2 separate regions of the Sus scrofa genome follow, and region 1 is linked to region 2. Evidence: chromatin contacts called from public Hi-C data. All regions are on one chromosome and are shown on one strand. The core of a region is the stretch at or near the end of the contact, and the rest is flanking DNA. Distances in the headings are between cores, read along the strand shown.

Region 1 (4,783 bases), core at 721-3,220, 310 kb before region 2:
GAGGTTCCATTGGCACTATAGCTGCTGGCCTACGCCACAGCCACAGCCATGCCAGATCTGAACCTTGTTTGAGACATAAACCATAGTTCATAGCAACGCCAGATCTTTAATCCACTGAGTGAAGCTGGGATCGAACCCACATTCTCGTGGATACTAGTTGGATTCGCTACCACTGAGCCACGAAGGGAACTCCCGGCCAGGTTTTAAAGGCAGGGCTGACAGGCATAGTATGAGATTTGAGAGAGAAAGTAATCTCCAAAAACTACAAGGCCCAAGGCAGCTAGAAAGATGAGATATTTTTCCCTGATGAAACCAGGAGAGCTAGAAGGAGAGGCAGGATGGGCCAAGAGCAGGGGTTGATGTCTGATGAGCCTCAGACATCCCAGGGGATGGGTAAGTCTGGGGTCAGGGTTGGGAATAAAAATGCAGGAGGCTCTGGCATTTGGCACAGTGATCACTAGTGGCGCTAAATATCAATTCAGTGCTGCAGGGGCCAGAAGCCAGATTGGAGTGGACCCAGAGAGACGGGGTGGGAAAATATCGGAGCTGGACAAATCTTTCGAGGAATTTTGCTGTCGAGGAGAGCAGAAAACATGGGTCTGTCTTTGAAGAGTACTGAGGTCAATGTTTTGTTTTTTTTAAATTCAGAGGACTTTTTAATTTGGCTTCATTCATTGGTTACATTTGGCTGAACTTTGCATTCCACACAACTTAAAATACACACAAAAGCAGAGAAACTAGGATAATGAGTCTCAAGTACCCATTGCACCAAGTCAACAATGACCAGCTCAAGGCTGATTGTGATTCTTCGATCCCCTCCGGCCCCCAGCCCTGGATTGCTTTGAAGCAAATCCCAGCTTTTCATTTCATCTATTTCAGTATGTATTTCTGAAGGATAAGGAATATTTATTTCTCAAAAAACTGAAAACAGAACTACCACAACTACCACATGACCCAGCAATTCCACTCCTGGGTATATACCCACAACAAAAACACTAATTAGAAAAGATACATGCACCCCTATATTCACAGTAGCATTATTTACAACAGCCGAGATATGGAAGCAGTCTAAGTTTCCAGTGTCCATCAACAGACAAATACATAAAGACGTGGTGTATATATAATGGAATACTACTTAGCCGCTAAAAAGAATGAAATTTTGTCATTTTCAGCAACATTGATGGACTTGGAGGGCATTATGCAAAGTGAATTAAGTCAGAGAGACAAATACTGTATGATATCACTTCCATGTGGAATCTAAAATATACAACAAACTAGAGAATAAAACAAAAAAGAAACTGACTTAAAGAGAACAAACTAGTGGTTACCAGTGGGGAGGAGGAGGGGGGTGGGGCAAGACAGGGGAGGGAGAAAAGGGGGTTATTATGGGATTATGTAAAATCATGTGTGTGTGTGTGAAAATTTGGAAATTGTAAAGCACTACAGAATTTAAAGAATCTTTCAGGAGTTCCCAGTCATGGCTCAGTGGAATCTGAGTAGCATCCATGAGGACAAAGGTTCAATCTCTGACCTTGCACAGTGGGTTAAGGATCGACATTGATGAGCTGTGGTGTAAGTCGAAGATACAGCTCAGACCCCACGTTGCTGTGGCTGTGCTTGTGGTGTAGGCCAGCAGCTACAGCTCGAATTCAACCCCTAGTCTGGGAACCTCCATATGCCGCGGGTGCCCCCGCTAAAAAGATAAATAAATAAATAAGCAAACAAACAATAAAGAATCTTTCATTCAAAAAAAGTTAATTGCAAATAAGTAAATAAAAGGAATTTTTAAAATGACAACCACAATACCATTTTCAAGCCTAAAAAAGGAAAAATACTTACCACGGGTGAATATTCAGCCAATGTCCAAATTTCCCCCGTTGTCTATTTTTTAGTTTGTTCCAATCAGAATCAAACTAAGGTCCATACATCACCACTGGTGGATAGATCTCTAAGTGTCCTGTAACTGCAGGTTTCCCGTTAATTTCTCAATCTCTCCCTATTTTTCTTCTCTTTCCTTGAAATTCACTTGTTGGAGAAGCAGGGTCCTTTGTCCTGTGGACTTTCCCACTTTCTGGTTTTTGTTGATTGGGTCCTGTCCTTGATATTTCCAGTGTATGAATCTAGACAAGTGTGATGGGATTCAGGTTCTGCTTTTTGGCAAGTGATCTGCCAGCAGGAGGCACATTAAATCCAGTTCCCCTCTTTTCAAGATGTTAGGAGCTGTTTGGTCTCTGTCTATATCCACCAATAGTCCAATAGGGCTGCAAAATGGTGTCATGCCAATTCTGTCACTGAAGGAAGGGGATTTTTTGTTTATATCCTGCTTTTAAGATGGGAGCCAGCCCGTATGCGGGTGGGAATGACCCAGTAGAGAGGGGGTAACGGGACGTGCTTCGTTTTGACTTTTGGCTGAAACCCCTAACTCCACAAATCTGGCCCCAGCCCATAATCATAGGCTGGAGGTCATTCCCCTGACCCCTACATCTCAGCCCGACTGTACTCTACCCGCATCCTCCAGACCTGGCCGACTTCATAGCCTCGGCCCAATCCTTCTATGACCCCTGACCTCTGACCCCAAGCCAGATCTCGCCTTTGCCCCTTTCCCCCTCCCCGCCTCCGCCCCCTGAAGGACGGACAGCCAGTAGTCTGAGTTACAGCGGTCGATGGCGTCCAATAGGGCAGGAGAGGAGACGGGTTCTGGGGAGAGCCAACAGTTTGGGACGCCCAGCCGAGTAATAACCAGTAGCCTTGAGCGAGAGGCGGGACTCTAAGGGAAACCAATCACTGGAGGGACTCCAAGCAGCCACAGCCAATGGTTCTGGGGCTAGGGCGTGGCCCTGACCCCCCGCCGCTTCCAAGATCCGGCTACGGAACTATGGCAGGGGGCGGGCAGCTGGCGCTGCGAACGCTGTCTGGACACGGTTGGGTGAGGGGCTCGGGTCCGGCTCTCCTTAGCCGCCTGCGGGACGCCGCTGTGGTGCGGCCCGGCTTCCTGAGCGCGGCCGAAGAGGAGACACTGAGCCGCGAGTTGGAACCTGAGCTACGCCGTCGCCGATACGAATACGACCACTGGGACGCGGTGAGGCTGGCGGCGCTGGGGGGCCGGACTGCGGAGCTACGGAGGGGCGGAGCCTGGGGCGTTATGGGTGGGAAGAGTGGAGCGCTGGATGTTCAGGGCTACTGTTGTGGGCGGGACCTGGGGTGGGGGGCGGAGTCTTGAAGCTTGGAGGGGTTTAGGGGCACCTAAACAGTTTTGGAAAATGACAGCAAGGGCCAGAACTAAAGGCAGAACCTGGAACTAGGGGGTGTTTGGAGGACAGAACCAAAGTTAGGGACGGGGACGGGTGTGGAGCGAGATGATGGAAAGTCAGGGGCTGGGGTTGAAGACCAGGGAACTGGTGTTGGGTAGGATCAAACTGTGAATATCGGGGACTGGCCAGCAATGGGGCCGGGATCTGGGACTGAATTGAAGCCTCAGGGTGGATAGAAAGGACTGAGGCCAGCTAGATGGGGCAGGGGTTGGGTTTTGAGACCCAGGATCATCAGGTTGATAGGGTCAAGGTTGTGAATTGAGGGTGGGGTCAAGTGTTCTGCTGGGAAAACCAGCCCTTTGCTTTGTACTTCCACCAGCTTTTTCCTTCCCACCCCCAGCCCCAAACCCATACTTCAGTTTCCCTGTTCTCCCTGGAAGCTTCCAGCCTTGACTTTAGCTCTCTGGGCAGGCCATCCATGGCTTCCGAGAGACTGAGAAGTCACGCTGGTCAGAGGCAAGCAGGGTCATCCTGCAGCGTGTGCAGGCGGCCGCTTTTGGCCCTGGCCAGAGCCTGCTCTCCTCAGTGCACGTGCTGGACCTGGAACCTCGGGGCTACATCAAGCCACACGTAGACAGCATCAAGGTGGGCAGAGACCCGTGCCTTAGAGCTCCCAGCTGGGCGTGAGCCGGCCAAGCCAAAGATTGACTTACCCTCCATGTTCCCTCTTCCAGTTCTGCGGATCCACCATTGCCGGCCTGTCCCTGCTGTCTCCCAGTGTCATGCGGCTGGTGCACACTCAGGAGCCAGGGGAGTGGCTGGAACTCCTGCTGGAGCCAGGCTCCCTCTACATTCTTAGGTACCGGCACCCAAGGAGCCCCCACCCTACCAGTAACTCCTGAGACACCCACCCAGCACTTTTGGTCATTCAGCCCTCACAGCAAACTCCACCCCCTATTGGCAGGCACTCTGCCTGGACTAGGGGCTGCCACCAGCCCACCCACCATACTGTTTTGTCTTGCAGGGACTCGGCCCGTTACGACTTCTCCCATGAGATCCTTCGGGATGAAGAATCCTTTTTTGGAGAGCGTCGGATTCCCCGAGGCCGACGCATCTCAGTGATCTGCCGCTCCCTCCCTGAGGGTATGGGATCAGGGGAGCCCCGGCAGCCACCCCCAGCCTGCTGACCTTCTCGAAGCTTCATAAGACACCTGTGTTTAGTGGATAAAGTTGGAGAATGGACAAGCTGGCCTTCCTGCCTGTTGGTGGGGGGCTGGAGTTGCAGGGGAAGCCCAGGACCCCACCACACCCACCAGGAGCTCCCCCAGCTCAACACATAGTCATGGGGCCAGAGGAGCAGTTTCCTTTATTGTGCCCCTTGCTGGCAGCCCCAGCCCACCTCCCCTTCTCTTCTCAGCATCCAAGTCTCCAATAATAAGCAGAGCTCCTCCAGTGGGTGCAGGGCCCCAGGCCCGGCATCTTTAGTCGCTGCAGGCACAGGCTGCTGCGGAGAGCTGGGGCAGCCGCTGCCA
Region 2 (4,876 bases), core at 1,301-3,800:
TTTTTTTTTTATTTGAAGAAAAAAAATTTTTTGGCTTCCCCCATGGCATATGGAATTTCCCGGCGGGAATGAATCCAAGCTGCAGTGAATCCAAGGTATGGCTGTGACCTACGCTGCAGGTGCAGCAACGCAAGATCCTTAACCCAAGGCACTGGACGGGGATCAAACTGGGGCCTCCACAGAGAGGAGCTGGATCATTCACCCACTGAACTACAGCAGGAACTCCCCAGATTGGGAGAAAATTGAGGGATCAAGTCAGGTGGTGCTTAGGGTGAAAGAAACTCCAGGCTGTGGGAGAAATTTAATTTACCAAAGTCCATAGCATCTCAGCCACCTATGTGCATGCTCAAGGATTTTTTTTTTTTTTTTTTTTTCAGGGCCGCATCTGTGGCATATGGAAGTTCCCAGGCTAGGGGTTGAATTGGAGTTGCAACGGCAGGCCTACACAATAGCCACAGCAAATCGGGATCCAAGCTGAGTTTTCGATCTACACCACAGCTCACAGCAATGCCAGATCCTTAACCCGCTAAGAGAGGCCAGGGATCAAACCCACATCCTCATGGATACTAGTTGGGTTCTTAACCTGCTGAGCCACAACAGGAACTCCTCAAGGATTCTTAGGTTGCACAGAAATCTAACCCAGGAGTTCCCTGGCAGCCTAGTGGTTAAGGATCCAGCATTGTCACTGCTGTGGCGTGGGTTCCAACCCTGGCCCTGGGAACTTCTGCATGCCTTGGGCTCGGCCAAATTTTTTTTTTTAATCATTGGGAAAAAAACCTAACTCATACATGGCTTTCCAATGTAATGCCATTTTTTAAGGACATTAAAAGTTCACATTTTTGTAGAAATGTCAGCGAACAGCAAGTAGGCATTTGCAGATTTTTTTATTTTGGAGCCAATCCATTTCATTATTATTGTGGTCAATCTCAGACAGTTTAGGACCCCGTTGATCATCACTCAGACCTCAGACCTGTGTGTCTCAAGGTTCTGCTGGAGAAAAATGCCCTGGATGGAAGAGAAGCTGGGGTTTACTTCTTGCTTCCCTGCCCACAAGGTCTCCAGGGTCTGGCAGGGTCTGCAGGGAAATAGCACCAGGATTCTTGTGACTTGAGTCAGCTGGGCTGAGGGCCTGAAATGGGCAGGAAGTTCCCAGACTGGCCCAAGGTGGCTTAAGGGGCGGGGAGCTGAGCAGAGCCCTGGCTCCAGGCGCCGCATACCTGAACGCCAGGTGTGTCTCCTGGATGCCTGTGCACTTCCTGTTTGTCAGCAGGGCCAGGCCTGGCCTTCATCTTAAGAGTCTCCTGGACTCCAGCTTCGTCTGTCTTATGTGCCCCTTAGTGGATGTGGCGGTGGGTCACTGACAAATCTCTGGTTAGTTCAGGGGGAGCTCAGCATGGGCTCAGGTCAGCCACAGGCCAATTAAGTCATCCTCCTGCCCTGCATCCTTTGGAATAATTTCTGGATATCTGGGCAGGGGAGAGAGGAAGAGGGCAGAATCAGGAGAGGTGGATGGTAAGAAGCACACCTGGGGAAAAGAGGTAGGGGATTATTCATGCTCTAGGGATCACATACATGTAAAGAAAGGGACAGCCACTCGGACAGAGACAGTTGGACAGAGGACTCAGATGTGAGCAAACACCGACTGGTTGAAGGCATACAGCATGCCAGACCCTGGAGAAACAGGAATGAATGAGACCAAGGCCCATCTGGTGGCCAAGACACACAACAAACAGAGACACAATGAATGAAGAAAATAATGTCTAAGGGTAAACAATGAAGATGATGAAACAGGGAGGTGTGATAAGGAAGGCAGGACAAGTTTGGCTGCCTTAAATAGGCAGCCCACCAGGTGACAAGGGAGCTGAGATCTCAGTGGAGGAGAGACAGTTATGCCAAGACGTGGAGAGAAAGCAGTCCAGGTGGAGGGTAGAGTACCTGCAAAGGCCTGGGGCCTGCTTTTTACATTTTATGTCAGCAGGGAGGCTGGTGTGGCTGAGTGCTCTGAGCCAGGAGCTAAGTGGAGAGCAGTGAGGTCGGCAATGGGTGAGATGATGCAGGGACTGGAGGACTTCGAATTTTCACCTCAGCAGGATGGAAGGGGAGCTACGAAAGGGTTTGACCTGAACGAGGGGCACCATCTGATTTGTGCTTTAAAAAGATCGCTGGGGCAAAAGTGGAAGCAAGGAGGCACTCCATGTTGCACAGGAAACACGCTTGGAGGAGGATGCCCAGGTACATGGACACGCGTGAAGTACAGCCACCCAATCAGGTGACCCCTTTTACATTCCCGGACGCGCGTGGACAGACACCCAGATCCTTCCTGCGAGCCGGTGGTCCCACCTGCAAAAAAGAGGGCTCCCAACCCCAGTAATAAGCCGATCCTGGATCTGCCTGGGGCCCCTCACTTACCTGGGCCGGGACCCGCGGAGCTCCCAAGAACCTGAGGCCAGGCGGAAGCCTGAAGCTCTGAGGCTCCCCTCCCCTCCCTCCCTGCCCCAGCCAGGTCCAGCCTTCACCAGCCGCGCCCGAAGGGAACCGAGCCCCATCACCTGGTCCCGCCTACTTAAAAACACTACCCCAGCAGGCCCCGCCCCTTCTTCAGCTGTACCTCCGGGGCTATCGCCCCGCCCCTTTGTTCTTGCTCCTCCTCCTCAGAAACGTCTTGGCGTTAACCACGCCCCCTTGGGAGGAAAAACCACCTTCCCATAGACCACGCCCCCTTGGGAACTCCTTAAGTATCTACCAGTGGGCCCCGCCCTCTCGGAACTTGCCCTGTCCTCCTCTGAGTGGCCACGCCCACTCATTTCCTAGGCCCTCTTTCAGTTCCGCCCCTTACGACCCGGCCCCTTGATTCCGTTTAGGGCCTCGAGCTGGCCGTAAGCACCCCCGACCCCTGGGGACAGGGCATGGGGATTGTCTTCTAGCCCTTCCGGGTAGGGGCGGGGCGGCCCCTACCGGCCCTCTCGCCCGGCAGGGAGTGACAGTGGCCGTGACGTAACGGGGTGCGCTTCCTCCTGACCGCCGCCCCCGGGTTTCCGGGAAGGAACCCCATTGAGGGTTCGTGTTTTGTGGAGAGAGATGCGGGAAAACACGACAGCTTCTCCCAGTAATCGGAAGTTGGAATTGATCAAAACTCTGGCGGGACGTGGGGGGTAAACATTCGGGTGGTTTCCTGGGTGGAGGGAAGGAGTGGAAGGGGGCTTCCATCATGCTGCCTGGAGACTAGCATGAGAAAGGTGGGAGGGATCCGGAACCAGAAAGAGGACGCTCTGGTCAAGTTTACTGAAGTCAGTAACAGAATTGAAAGCCACAGTGGCTGCTAACATTCATTAAGTGCTTACTGTATGCCAAGACTGTTACGCTTGTTGACTTTCGTCAATGCATTGCATTTTAACATAGACCTCTCAATGAGATGGGTACTATTTTCACCGCCCCCACTTTCTGGATGCAGAAATTGAGGTATGCGGCAACGAAGTCGTTTGCCCAAGTTTGACACGGCTTGTGATTGGTCATTGGTCGAGGTGGGAATCAAGCCCAGAGCCCTGGAACGCTATCCTGTCCTCCTCTGAAACTGGCAGCCCCATCTCTGATCCCTACCATAATTGTAAACGGTGAAGATTACTGTCATTTTACAGATGAGGAAATTGAATAAAGAGCCATCGATGCTTGGGGATGAAAGTTTTGGTGCCTGTAGGACCGAAAATCTGGGAATTTCCAGACTGGGCTTTCCCCCTTGTCAATGTGGAAGAGACTCCAGTCTCAAAACAGGCTGACTCGTGTCTTTTCCTTGACCCACTCTTGTCTGATTTTGGTACAGAGTAGGGGTATGTCCAGTGAAGGGGTCTAGCGCCCCCTCGTGGTTACAATAATTAAAAAAGATAATCCAAGGGGTGTGTCTCCCTAAAGAGCTGTTCGCAGGGATTACTCACCTCCAGGGAAGTGAAGGTGGGGGGGAGAGAAACCTCATAAACCATGATTTCAGGCAACAACAAGGGTTACAAAGACAGTAAATATTTGCTAAATGAGTGATGACTCTATCAAAGTCTATAAGGAGAGAGATGACAGGTGGCCAGGGCCATGGGGATAAATGAATGGATTTGGGATACATGTCAAAGGTAGAGCCAATGCTGTTTTCAACTACTCATTCATTCATTCATTCAACAAATATTTATAGAGTGGGAGTTCCTGTCGTGGCGCAGTGGTTAACGAATCCAACTAGGAACCATGAGGTTGCGGGTCGGTCCCTGCCCTTGCTCAGTGGGTTAACGATTTGGCGTTGCCGTGAGCTGTGGTGTAGGTCGCAGACGCGGCTCGGATCCCGCGTTGCTGTGGCTCTGGCGTAGGCCAGTGGCTACAGCTCCGATTCGACCCCTAGCCTGGGAACCTCCATATGCCGCGGGAGCGGCCCAAAGAAATAGCAAAAGGACAAAAAAAAAAAAAAATTATAGAGTGTGTATATGTGCCAGGTGCTGGGGGGGGGAGCCCAACATAAGAGACACAAATTTCTAAATATATCATAAAGAAATAATTATAATTAAATATCAGGTTAGTAGGATGGTGATCAGAGCCTAATGGGGGGAAGTGGGACAGGGTGTGTTGGGGTGGGAAAAAGGCTGTGACTTGAAATGGAGAGGTTTGGGAAGGCTTCACTAAGAAGATGACCTTGAGCAAAGACTTGCAGGAGGTGAGGGAGCTGGCTATGAAGTTGCCTATAGCAGATGACCAGCATGTGCAAAGGCCCTGTGGCAGGATTCTAGGGCAAGATTCTGAGGCGACCTGGTGTGTTGGATGAACACTTGAGGAGGCCCATTTGGCTGGAACAGAGCTGGGGGATGGGGATGGAGGCCATCCCAGGCCAGGGTAGCAAAGGATGGGG

The links. Hi-C and Micro-C count contacts between places; a contact is called where the count stands out from the background.
Region 1: a contact with region 2 is called in a Hi-C map of skeletal muscle, with 5 times the contacts expected there. The contact joins the promoter of ACER1 here to the promoter of SH2D3A in region 2. A contact is called at or near these places in 3 of 47 Hi-C or Micro-C datasets (embryonic fibroblasts, liver and skeletal muscle) and 1 of 2 datasets of contacts at active chromatin or transcription factors (alveolar macrophages).

What each region holds. Positions count from the first base shown.
Region 1 is chr2:72,701,790-72,706,572 of Sscrofa11.1, reverse strand. ACER1 (alkaline ceramidase 1) reads right to left here and starts at 1,970. Exons shown (of 7, transcript XM_021083989.1): 1 at 1,840-1,970. ALKBH7 (alpha-ketoglutarate-dependent dioxygenase alkB homolog 7, mitochondrial) reads left to right here and starts at 2,649. Exons shown (of 3, transcript XM_013994719.2): 1 at 2,649-3,079; 2 at 3,986-4,110; 3 at 4,276-4,496. The coding sequence starts at 2,813. The coding sequence ends at 4,438. PSPN (persephin) reads right to left here. Exons shown (of 1, transcript XM_021083991.1): 1 at 4,599-4,783. The coding sequence ends at 4,733.
Region 2 is chr2:72,391,966-72,396,841 of Sscrofa11.1, reverse strand. It overlaps SH2D3A (SH2 domain-containing protein 3A), which reads right to left and starts at 2,550. Exons shown (of 9, transcript XM_021083981.1): 1 at 2,410-2,550.